Linked DNA regions of Zea mays: regions 2 and 3 are each linked to region 1. Evidence: chromatin contacts called from public Hi-C data. All regions are on one chromosome and are shown on one strand. The core of a region is the stretch at or near the end of the contact, and the rest is flanking DNA. Distances in the headings are between cores, read along the strand shown. Region 1 holds the start of LOC100273177. Region 2 holds the start of LOC103641943 (E3 ubiquitin-protein ligase RHA1B). Region 3 has its middle 34 kb from the start of LOC103641942.

Region 1 (4,059 bases), core at 634-3,133:
AACTAGCAATACCGGAAATCAAAATACTCGAGCAGTTTCAAAATAGTATTAAAAAATAATTGTCATCGATATTTTATGTATCTTTTTTTCTAATTGTTTTACTTCATCGTAGCATCTCTATCTCTAGTTCGTTCTCTGTATCTTATTTTCTTGTTTTATGTGCACCATCTTTTCCATTTTTTTGAATTCCCGCATCTAAATGTAAACCACCAATTATTTTAGAACAAAAAAATGTTAAAGAAGTACTTTATTTGTTATTTTTTATTTATCGTGTTTTAGTTAAAAAAATAGCGGGTGATATATATATAAATATTGAAGAATGGAGGATGTATTATTGAGTGCTGGACCTGCCAACTGGCCCCAAATGTCATCATACTTTTCTTTGGTGCTTTTGGAGCACTTTGGCCCGGAACATTCGGAATCGTTGGCTCACACGTGTCGCGTGGGGTCCACCTTATGTTTGTGCAGGGATTTCCTGTGTCCGCACATTGTGGACAATAGCTGGTGACGAGGGGCCGGGAACCTGGAATTAGTCATCAGCGAGTATGAACAAAGAAAGCGACAAGCGAGTATGAACTTGGGTGTTGTTTGGTTCAAAAAATGTAACGCAAATGGTAATGGTAATGGTTTCGGCTCGATTATTGACGGTAACAAATTTGAATAGGCTGATATCAAATTTTAGTGTGGTATCTGATTACGATTGGACTAAAACAAACATGATTTAACGTTATCCGTTACCCATTACGTTACAAATATGTGAACCAAACGGCACCTTGGTGCTTAGAATTTGATTAGTGCGGTGTCCCAGCTGCGCAAGCGTTGAGGATACACCACTGGCTTTCCCACTCTGCCAGGATTTGTCAACGACTCAACGAGACAAGGAGTGGCTTTATTTTATTTTTTTTTGTGTGTGTGTGGTACTCTATACTGTATTTATTACTACGCACATATGAATACGATACGGAGCGGTATGAACATACTCGATCGGAGCCAAGCAAAGAGAATCATGGTTTGTAGACACAGAAAGGTGGGTACGTGGTGGTTGGGTGGATATTTCGGTTTCCTAACTAATTCTCAACGCAGCCCAAGCAAGCAACCTCCTCCTGCTACTACTACACACATAACACGCACCGCTCCACAAGTAAACCTTTCCCGATCTGCCCAAACTGCCATCCCCAGCCGCCCCCGCCCTGACAGATCACGTAATCCTCCAGGGGTATCTTGGTCGTTTAACGCTGGCCAGGATTGATCGTGTGGTCTACCAAAGTTCCGAAAGCGACTTTTGCGGGATCGGACGCCTGGTTTTACGAAATCGCAGGCGGCCTCGGCCTGCCGTGTCGTGATCGGATTCCGTGGCCCCGACTGTCCGTGAGCGGCTGCTTCGCTTGCGATTCCGTGCAAGGTACGTGCTCTGCGTGCATCGGCTCGAAATGCGTCGAAACTGAGGGGCGGTTCCGAAAAAACCGGTCGTGGTGGCGGCCACCGGCAGCCGGCAGGCGTCGGGTCGGTGGTGAGGCCGCGTCACAAACGCCACCTGGAGCCAGCCAGCCCAGCCCAGCCCCTACCCAGGTCGTCCCGACGCCTCCTCGCTGCGGCCTGCGGGACGGGAAGGAGCGCGACGGCGTCATCGCGGGCGAGGCTGCGTGACGCGATCACGCGACGGCACCCGGTCTCAGCACCCGGTGTCCATCATTCCTTCACCGTGCCTGCCCATCACGGATTCACCCTGCCCCGGCCCTCGCATTAAAGGCATGTTTGGTTCGTTACCTCAATTGCCACACTTTGCCTAACTTTTCTGCCTAAGGTTAGTTATTCAATTTGAACGACTAACTTTAGGCAAAGTGTGGCACATTTAGCTACAAACCAAACATGCCCTAAATCCAGCACCAAAGCAAGCCGGGCCCCGCCATAACGCCTCCCGATAAACACCAGCGCACCCAGCCACCCACCAGCAATTCCCGGCCCCCCGGTGGCTGGCCCACGCCGTCAGCGGGAGTGCTGCCGAATCGGTGTTGGGCTCCCTTTTATAGACGTAACCGCAGCAGAGATGCGGGAGGGGTGGCGGCCGGTTTTATTATCGGAGAAGCAAATTGAATTGAATGGCACCGGCTCCGATTAGCTGGACCCGTAGCTGTTGTTCCTGCTGTTGTCGTAGCCATAGCATCCCACTCCTCCCTCCTCGGTAGATTCGCCTCATCGCCTCCCTCCTCCTCCTCCTCCTCCTCTCTTTCTGCTCTCCCCGCTCTGCATGGAGCCAGGCGCGCCGTGGCGCGGTCCGCGCCAGGGGTACGCCTACGGGGTCGGATCGGCGACGGCGATGCAGATGCAGCTGCAGGAGCGGGCCGACGCGGCCGCCGGTGGAGGGGTGCTGAAGAGGAGCCTCGGCGAGCTGGAGAGGTGGCAGCACCAGCAGCAGCACGTGGCGGCGCAGCAGGCGCTGTACCTGCGCGCCGTGAGGCAGCGCACGGCTGCGGCGGTTGATATCGCCGCCTTGCTGGGAGGGATCCCGTCTCAGGTTGTCCCCGGGTCCAGCTTTGGAGGGGGGCTAGCGTCGCCTTCGTCGACGTTATCGTCGCTCACCACCGCGTCCAGGGCGGCGGTGCCGCTGATGCAGCCGCAGCCGCAGAGGCAGGGGCCGCTCATGACGTCCTCACCGCAGACGCAGGCCTTCGGGTTATCGAGGGCGCCGCTGCCTCAGCCGTCGGTTTCGAGCGATCTGTTCATTCTACAGGAGCTCGAGAAGCAGCTGCTGGACGACGACGACGACGACAACGAGCCGGTGGCGGCGATGAGCGGCACCGGTTCCGCGGTCACCAACTCCGAGTGGGAGGAGACGATACAACAACTCAGCTCCATCGCAGCCGCGCCGTCGCCCGGGCCCCCTGCAGCGGCGACCCCAACCAACAACAACAACAATAACGTGGGGATGACGAGGTCACCTTCAAACTCCTCCTCCTCCACCGCGTCTTCATCCGCGTCCTGCTCGCCGCCGACCCCCGGGGCCGCGTCGAGGCAGCTATTGTCTGAAGCCGCGGTCGCTATCGCGGACGGCAACCATGACGCGGCGGCCAGCCATCTGGCCGCCCTGAAGCGCGCGGCCAACCAGCACGGCGACGCGGAGCAGCGGCTGATTGCCATGATGGTGGCCGCGCTGTCCTCCCGCATTGTCCCTGCCGCCTCCGCCCCAGCTCAACACCTCGCCGAGCTCTGCGGTTTCGAGCAGCGCGCTGGGTCCCAACTCCTCCAGGACATCTCGCCGTGCTTCCGCGTCGCCCTCCACGCCGCCAGCGTCGCCATCGTCGATGCGGTCGGCGACCACCGTGCCATCCACCTCGTCGACTTCGACGTCAGCCTCCCGCAGCACGCGGCTCTCATCCAGTACCTCGCCGACCAACCCGTGCAGGGAAGGTCCCTGAAGGTCACCGCCGTCACCGACCCGAGCTCACCGTTCACGCAGTCTCTAACTGCGTCGCTACCCGCCATCGGGGAGCGCCTGAAGAAGCTCGCGGAGCGAGCTGGCGTGGAGTACCGCTTTAAAGTGGTCAGCTGCAGAGCAGCAGAGCTGGATGCGTCCAGGCTGTGCTGCGAGCCCGGGGAGGCGGTGGCAGTCAACCTCGCCTTCGCACTCTCCCACGTGCCCGACGAGAGCGTCTCTCCGGCCAACCCCCGCGACGAGCTGCTCCGGCGCGTGCGCGCGCTGGGCCCGCAGGTGGTGACCCTCGTCGAGCAGGAACTGAACACCAACACGGCCCCGCTGGCGGCGCGCTTCACGGACGCGTGCGCGCACTACGGCGCCATCCTCGAGTCGCTGGACGCGACGCTGGGGCGGGAGACTGCGGAGAAGGCCAGGGCCGAGGCGGCCCTGTCGAGGAAGGCGGCGAACGCGGTCGGCCGGGATGGCCCCGACCGGCTGGAGCGGTGCGAGGTCTTCGGCAAGTGGCGCGCCAGGTTCGGCATGGCGGGCTTCCGCCCGGTGTCGCTCGGCTCGAGCATTGCGGAACAGATGGTCGCCCCCCGCGTCGGCCCGGTGCCTCCCGGGTTCACAGTCAAGGCGGAGAA
Region 2 (4,059 bases), core at 940-3,439, 210 kb after region 1:
TTTGAATTTTGAACGAATTTTGAAAAAACCCGGTGGTTTACCGAAACCGCACCCCGGCGGTTTCGGTAAACCGACCGGTTTACCGCCGGTTTTTACCGGTTTTGTAAACCATGACCGCAGGTGCACTTTCTGTAGGGGCCCGTGTCCATAATCCATAAAGCTATGAGCGCTTTGAATATTTTAGCTATGATTCTGTAGCTTTGCAGGAGCATCTAAACGCACGCAGCGGATCGATGGTGCTAAAACTGCGGAGTCTGCATCCTACGACGTGGTCTTTGAAAAGAAAGGCCCCGGGGCGCACAACAGAGGCGAGGTCTGAAAACACTGGTCCCGCCGAAGTTGCTGCAGCTGTGATTTCCTGCTTTTCACTGCTCCGTAGTAATAATAAATCATTCAATCCGTTCTTGCCAACTCTCGGTCTTCTACTACCTACTCCTTTCTCTTTTACCTCATGGTCCAAGCGCAAAAGGATCCAAGAACCTTCGTACACCACACAGATGGCCACGAAACCGCACAAAGTTAACGTGTATAGACAAGGACGCGAGCGCGTATTTGGCATGGCTCTGCTCTATCCCAGAGCAGCTCTACTCTAAAACTTCGGATAAAACAGCTCTACACCAGAATTTAGATTGTTTCTCATAACTGGTGGTAGTGGTGGATAAATAACTCCAAACTCTAACTAGGTTGTTTTTTTGTAGTTTTCGGAGCAGCAAAAGAGGTACTCCAAAAAATATACTGTAACTCCAAAAACTCTATAGAGTTTACAACTCTAAAGTTACGATGTTTGACATGCTTTAACCAGCTCCTCATTAAAGTTTTACTCTGGAGTCATATCAAACACGCCCTAGGTTGAGTTCGACATAAATAAATGATTTAAAAGAAATTCATGTACGGACGTCAGACTTTACCTTGTCTGTATGTACTTAGTAAGGTTAGGCTTTCTTCGGCAAGTCCCGTGTACCATCACCCGGACGCGTGGTTGAGCTGCTAATGTAGCAGCGCCCAGCAGACCCCGAACGCGGACGTGTAAATTGCGAATATTTGTAGTCCTCCGTTTGTGGCCTTTTATTTGTAACGTGGTAAGCATAGTATCACGTACCTGTTTTTGTACGAGAACGTTCCTAGGCCCCCTGCTGAGCTCTCCACCGTTCACGGAGGTCGGAGGAGGCCAAAATTGCGAGTATTTGTAGCTCCACGCAAATGGGCATGGCGTCGCTAAGAAGTCTTGACCCCTTCCGGCTGCTCTAGCAGTAATGAACTGTTAGAGCTTGTTCGGTTAGGTCTCAATTTATTTGGATTGAGTATGATTGGATGAGTTTAATTTTAAGCAAGTTAAAGTTTTTTAAATTTTTTCCAATCTATTCAATCTACGTATAATAGGAATAACCGAACAAGCGAACAAGGGCTTAGTCAGTTACTGCTCGCGTATTTCTCGTGAACATATATATACATTCGTCTGCCTCTAGCGAACCATGCATTGCACCGACACGGAGCGGCAGGGCAGTAGTGTGTGGGTACGGCGGAAGCGAGCGGACCACCCCAACGCGAGGAGGGAGCGATCGAATCCGGGATGGGTGGGTCTGTCGCCACGCGGGCTGGGGCGCTGGGCTCACACGAAGGGCACGGGGCATAACGCGCGCGTAGGGGTGGGCACTTTTTTACCATAAACCGAAAACCGAACCGAACCGTCCCGAACCGAACCGAAATTTCGGTTTTTTCGGTAGTTCGGTTCGGTTTCGGTTTTTACATCTCAGAAGTTCGGTTTTCGGTATCGTAATCGGTTTCCACCGTATACCGAACCGAAATACCAAAAAAACCGAATACCAAACTTTATCAATTCTAAAATTTGACTTTTCGTTTATGTGAACTAAATGTGTGAAGTAATTAAATTGTTATGCACTTATTTATATGTGATGTATGATATATCTCTAAATATTTGTACCTATATAATTTTTACTTTTTAAAATTATGTGTAATCTATCATATAAATTTGTTGTATGTGTTGTCTTGAGTATAAGTTTGGTATTCGGTTTTTACCGAAAAACCGAAGTAAAAAACCGAAACCGAAGTTTTTGGTTTTTATTTTCTAGAAAACCGATTGGTTTCTAATGTCTAGAAAACCGAAGTTTTTTAAAACCGAAAAACCGAACCGAAATTTCAAAAAAAAAACCGAATGCCCAGCCCTACGCGCGCGCGGTGAGAGCAGAGCATGCCCACCAGGCCACCACCTCCACCAGAGAGAGAGAGCAGAGTACAACACGCGATCGACCCCACGGCGCTAGGCCGCTAGCGCTATAGGCTATACTATTGCTATTCGCCGCGGGTTCCCCAACCTTTCCGCGTCACCCCTCTCCCTCCGTCTCGCGCTTTATATAGCCACGGCGCGGCGCCCGCTTCGGCTCTCCCCGTCTGCCGTCCACCACGCATCGCCAAGCGCCATATCTGCAGGAAGCACCGGGCCAGGCACGTCGCTTCACCACCCCACCCCACCCCACCTTCCCCTTACACCACACCACCACCGCAAGCCAAGAGGCACGGCCACGCATGGGTTTCCCGGCGGGCTACTCGGAGCTGGTGCTCCCGAAGCAGCTGCTCCACCTGCTGCTGCTGCTGGGGTACGTCCGCCGCTTCCTCCTCTGGGCGTTCGACGCCGTGGGCCTCGGCGACCTGCTGGATCTCGGGGACGACCACCAAGCGCCGCAGCCGCAGCCGCAGCACCGGCGGGCGGAGTTCCGGGCGGCCATGCCGGCGATGGTCATCGAGGAGGCCCTCCCCGTGGCGCGGTTCGACGAGCTGGAGGCGCGCGTCGTCGTTGGCGGGGACTGCGCGGTGTGCCTCGGCGGCATCGGCGGCGGCGACGAGGTGCGGCGGCTCGGCAACTGCCGCCACGCCTTCCACCGCGCCTGCCTCGACCGCTGGATGGAGCACGACCAGCGCACCTGCCCGCTCTGCCGCGCGCCGCTCATCCCCGGCGCGGCGCTCTGGCCCGCCGACGCCTCCGACCTGGACTTCTCCTACCCCGGCGCGCCGCTGACGCCCGTCGTGCCCTCCCCGACGCTGCTGCGGCCGCACGAGCTGCTGCTGCTCGCGGGCCTGGGCGGATACTGAGCTCACCGCCCCGACTGCCGGAAATCCACCTCCCCCGTGCGCAATGCGCTGCCGGGAACGCCTGAATCCGTCGGCCATCGACGCTCGGCTCGCTTCCGTTCCGTCCGTGGGAGGGGAGCAGAAAGACAGCAGCCGATGCAGAGGAACCGGACCGGAGGCTCCTCGAATTGCATATACATAGGCAAAATGAGTAAAGCGACCGACCACCCCCCACAAAGAAAGGGCTAGGAGATTAGATTCCTCCTGTGCGTAGGAAGATTCCGTCGTCCGAGTGTGTGGAGTCGTGAATCTTTCCGTGGATTAAAATTTTGTTGACGAGCTAGGCGTGTCCATTGTCCAAGCAAGATTTGGGCCCGCTTTTTGTCCTGCCATGCTTTCTGGTTCTGGCTGCCCAGGTCAGGTCACCCAGCTGCCAGCTCTGGTTCGGCGGATCCGGATATAGATGTCCAAACGGGCCACCCGGCCTGGACCCGGTCCGAACCCGTTTCGGCCCGGTACGAATAGGGCCGGGCCAGCCGTTGATGCTTCGGGCCGGGTCGGGCTGGCCCACGTGCCTAGGGACATGCCCAAACCCGGCACGCACAGGGAAAAATCGTGCCGGGCCGGCCCGTTGGCCCGGTGGGCCTCAACGGACCGAGCCAGGCACTGGCCCGAACCAACAGTAGAACGGTATATAAATACATATATTTAACAGAATTAATCATATATAATAACATATTATTTATATATATTGAGACAACAAAATATTTATGTATGCATTTTATATTTATGTATGCATTTTATATATGTTTGGCCGTGGATTTAGTATTTACATACTATGAGAGAATTAAATATATTTACATATTTAGTATTTACATAAATATGCGGGCCGCCGTCGGGCCGACCCATTTATCGGGCCGGGCCGGGCCAAAGCACGCGGGCCGCCGTATCTGCCCATACCCGGCCCGCTAA
Region 3 (4,059 bases), core at 758-3,257, 160 kb after region 1:
TACACACAATCTACTGACCATAACTTTATTACAAAGACGTGCCTGTCAAAAAAATGTGTCGATATAATTATAGTATATCGTAGGACATACTCATTCATTCCTAACTAAAATAAGTATCGCTATAGCATTTATGTTGGTTATATTTTCTTAGCTTGATTTATAAAAAAACATTAGCAACATTTGTATCTTCTGATAGTTGAATATATTTAATGATATAAATTATAAATTATAAACCTTATTTTTTACATATGTATAATCAGTTAAACTTTAAGAAAATTTTGGCTTCTCAAAAAGAGAAAACTATAATTATTTTAGAACGGAGAAAGTGTTTAGGTTGTCTGAAAGTAAACTTAATACCAATAGAATAAGCCTGGTAGTAGATAGAACTAAAAATTAATATCAGGCAAGCAGAAGTTGAAGATAAAAAATACTATATTAACTAAATAGCATTTGAGGACATATTGAGAGTCGGTTATATTGTGCATTCGAGATCTGGTGGGGGGATCGTTGGAGTTTATTAAATTTGGCCCATTTACATTATAATAAAATCTAGAATAAATTTTAAAGATCCACTCATGCATGGTGAGAATGAAAATGGTGAATGTTGGTTCCACATGGGATGTGGAAGAAGGTGAAATCAATTTCAATAGTTTGTCTCTTACCATTCTTTGAAAGAAAGCATAAGAGAGAGAAAGTTGAAGACACATGCACGCGCGTACGCATGCACATTTCACGTTCTTTTTACATGATTATTCATGTGACTTGTGATTTGCGATGTGGGAATCTACCAGATCCTAGAGATTGTGACCAAGTCAGTTTCCTACATCTTGGCATCTGGTTATCATGAGCCTAATTCTCTAATATAATAGAGATGTCATTCTCCCTAAACGTACAAGAAAAAACAATCTACTATGATTTAGGGTTTTAGACGAGAGAGTTCTCGGTGTTGTCCAACCTCAGTCTCCTCCATCTCTGACGGCAACATGATGACGACGACGAGAAGAGCAGTGTCTCTAAAACTTTGATTTGTTGAACAACTTATACTGGTTGGGACGAATGAGGTTTTTGTGCAGCGATTATGTGAATGCTAGTCGAGCTGATCTGCACTACGATATCTACAAACTTCAATGACACTGTGAACTCATCTTTAAGTAGGTTGGAGTGATCCTCGCTGTGAGCAATGATGAGTTCCTCGCTCGTGTTTTTGTTAGATGCGTTCAAGATATATTTAATCGGCTATGTGGACACATTTTTATTCGCTACTAGCATATAGCTCATGCTAACGCTAAGATCTGAGGGAGGGGAGGGAAGAGAAATGGTCGACGATGGCGGCGGCGTGAGTGAGGGGAGGGGTGGGGAGGTCGGGGACGGTGGGATCGCGGGGGAAGGGGAGGGATGATCCAAATAATATTGTCTATTAGATTTGAGTGAGTAATGGAGAGGCGGGTTATCCAGCGATCTGAATCGTTGGTTTTAATGACGTGTTTAGTCTGAGTGTAATTTATTTGGTGGATTTAGTGAAGGTTATGGGTGTGTGGGTGATTTGGTTGAGTGGGTTTTGCAAAATTTAAACAGGTGAATTATATAGGGTGAATTATATAATGGTATAGATATATGGTTTATCCATTGCCCATGTAGTGATTGATTTGAGAATTAATTTAGGTTTAAAAGTATGCAATTATTTAAATGAGTTAAAATGGATCTTCTATTCTAATTTTTTTCTATGATTTACTATGTTTTTTTGAAAGATTCAAACAAAATAAACATAAAAGAAAAAAAAGAGAGAGAGATCACTTAGTGAAACAACTAGAGGAGTCATGTCCGATGTCCGATTTTAAAAGACGAAGTAACTATATCAGGTTTTATAGTTGAGGAAGAAAAATAAGATTTTGATAATACTTGAGGAAGGTAAAATATGGTTTTATAAGACATGGTATTATGGTCCACATAGGAATCGTTTGGCCCAAAACGACCTTTAGTGGGCTGCTTTTAGACACCGAAGGCCCAATCAGGCATGGAATACAGAAGTCCAAGTCTCTGAACAAACTTCTGCTTAAAGATTTTATGAAGGGTGTCCTATGCATGCATGGTGCATCCCCTGTACACCGGCAGGCATGTGAAAGTGAAACGTTGCCACGTCGGAAAGCCATGGAACCAGAACCTTCTTCTCTTCATCTTTATCACCAGCTATGTGGAGTTAACCAAAATGCACAGCTGTGACGAGCGGAGAAGTGCGGCGCGCCATGCCAGCTCCACATGCATTGTATCGTGTGTGTATTACTCGTAAACAACTTGCAAACTCGTTGTCCGCACGGCAACCCCACTGTTGATGTTCGGCAGGCACGCTGATGGCCCATGGCTCATTGGCTAGCTAGCGTGTCTCGGCAGAGTTCGCGCCAATCCCAGAACCGCCAGCTCTCTCGTGACGAGGATGCATTCATATCCATGCATCGTAATTTATTTACGAACTAGTAATAGCAAGCAAGTACCAGCCGTAAAAACTGTCTCAACATGTGCGGGGAGTAACCGGAGTTTTCCGGACTGAACGAGAGGAAGGTTCCGCGCCGCACACATGACACACTCGCACCCACACATGCATGGCTACGTTCACAAATATATCAAATACTCTCTCCATTCTAAGGGGGTGTTTGGTTCTGTGGACTAAAGTTTAGCCCGGGTCACATCAAGCGTTTGACTTTCAAATAGGAGTATGAAATATAGACCCAACCAACTGTACTAGATTCGTCTCACTTTTTAATCTTCGGCTGAGAAATTAGTTTTATAATCCGACTACATTTAATACCCCGAAAGGAGGTTCAAACATTCGATGTGATAGAGACTAAATTTTAGCAGGAGCAAACCAAACACCCCCTAAAATATAGTTTTATTTTACCTACTTTTTCTATTCATATTCAAATAAATAATAATAAATGTAGCCATATATATAACTAGATTCATATATTAATTAATTAATTAATTAATTAATGTAGATTTATTCTAAAACGAATTATATTCTGGATGGAGGGACCATTGACTTTTTTTTTCAAAAACTTTAGCCATTAGTCATACTTAAAATATTAATTCGAAAGTGTAAAAATTTAAGTCACTCTCAAACGATCTTAACAACAAAAAAAATGATAACTCATGATTTTTTTTAATAAGGTGAGTGGTCAATTTTTTTTAAAAAAAAACATATATCTGTGGACAGCAGAATAGCATTAATTAGGCGAGACATGGGCAAAGAAAATATAAATTTAGCAGGTATCCCGCCTTTTGTGAGCAAATTAGGGTCTATTATCATTAAAAACTAGCTATGGATGTACTACTATATGTCAACAGTACCCGCTAATAAATCTATTCATTGTTAGGTGAAGGACTAGTACAATTAGTTTTCTTAGCAGACATAAAAGTTGTTAATAGGGTATTAACAATTCATATAGGACACCTTTTAACTCACTATATTTTTTTTTGAAAGGGAAAGGCAAAAGAATTGCCTACCAATATATTAGATAAAAGGAGAAAACACTGTACAAAAACTAGCACCAAAAATGGCGCCAACACCAAAACCACTAGACAAGCAAAACCTAGCTAGCACCACTGAAAAAAAATGGCCAGGCCCGCATACACTACTAGCAGGCCAGACCACTACCCACAAGATCTTTCACCATCTGCACCGCTTGTTCTGGCGTTCTCTGTTGACCCTTGAAGATTCTGTTATTTCTCTCCAACCATAAGCTCCACCAGAAATAAAATAGAAGGTCATCGAAACTTTTTCTTGAATGCTTGCTACAGCGCAACCTCAGCCTGAACCACCATTCGCTAAGTGTTCCCGTCTTTGAAATACCGACAAGGACCCGGAGATTAGCCCAAGACAAAATCATGCTCCACACTTCCACAGCGAAAGGGCAATCCTTACGAAGATGCGACATTGTCTCCAAAGACAGGGTACAAAGAGAACAATTAAGATTGCAGGGCCATCCCCTCTTTTGCAAATTGTCAGCAGTTAAGATTTTGTTGTGCAACAAAGTCCAAACAAAGAAACGACACTTAGGTTCTATT

The links. Hi-C and Micro-C count contacts between places; a contact is called where the count stands out from the background.
Region 2: a contact with region 1 is called in a Hi-C map of leaf mesophyll, with 2.1 times the contacts expected there. The contact joins the promoter of LOC103641943 here to the promoter of LOC100273177 in region 1. A contact is called at or near these places in 4 of 25 Hi-C or Micro-C datasets (endosperm, leaf, leaf mesophyll and 1 more).
Region 3: a Hi-C map of endosperm shows a contact between it and region 1, with 4 times the contacts expected there. The contact joins the enhancer-like site here to the promoter of LOC100273177 in region 1. A contact is called at or near these places in 2 of 25 Hi-C or Micro-C datasets (endosperm and leaf).

What each region holds. Positions count from the first base shown.
Region 1 is chr10:138,433,182-138,437,240 of Zm-B73-REFERENCE-NAM-5.0, forward strand. It overlaps LOC100273177, which reads left to right and starts at 1,884. Exons shown (of 1, transcript XM_020545847.3): 1 at 1,884-4,059. The coding sequence starts at 2,249.
Region 2 is chr10:138,640,363-138,644,421 of Zm-B73-REFERENCE-NAM-5.0, forward strand. It overlaps LOC103641943 (E3 ubiquitin-protein ligase RHA1B), which reads left to right and starts at 2,190. Exons shown (of 1, transcript XM_008665242.4): 1 at 2,190-3,474. The coding sequence starts at 2,545. The coding sequence ends at 3,108.
Region 3 is chr10:138,597,519-138,601,577 of Zm-B73-REFERENCE-NAM-5.0, forward strand. No RefSeq gene overlaps it. Among protein-coding and RNA genes, the nearest start is that of LOC103641942, 34 kb to the right of the region's middle. Within about 2 kb of position 2,008, at least 16 of the 20 cell types and tissues checked have an H3K27ac peak or open chromatin away from gene starts, as enhancers often do. A contact at or near this core is called in endosperm and leaf, where this site is marked.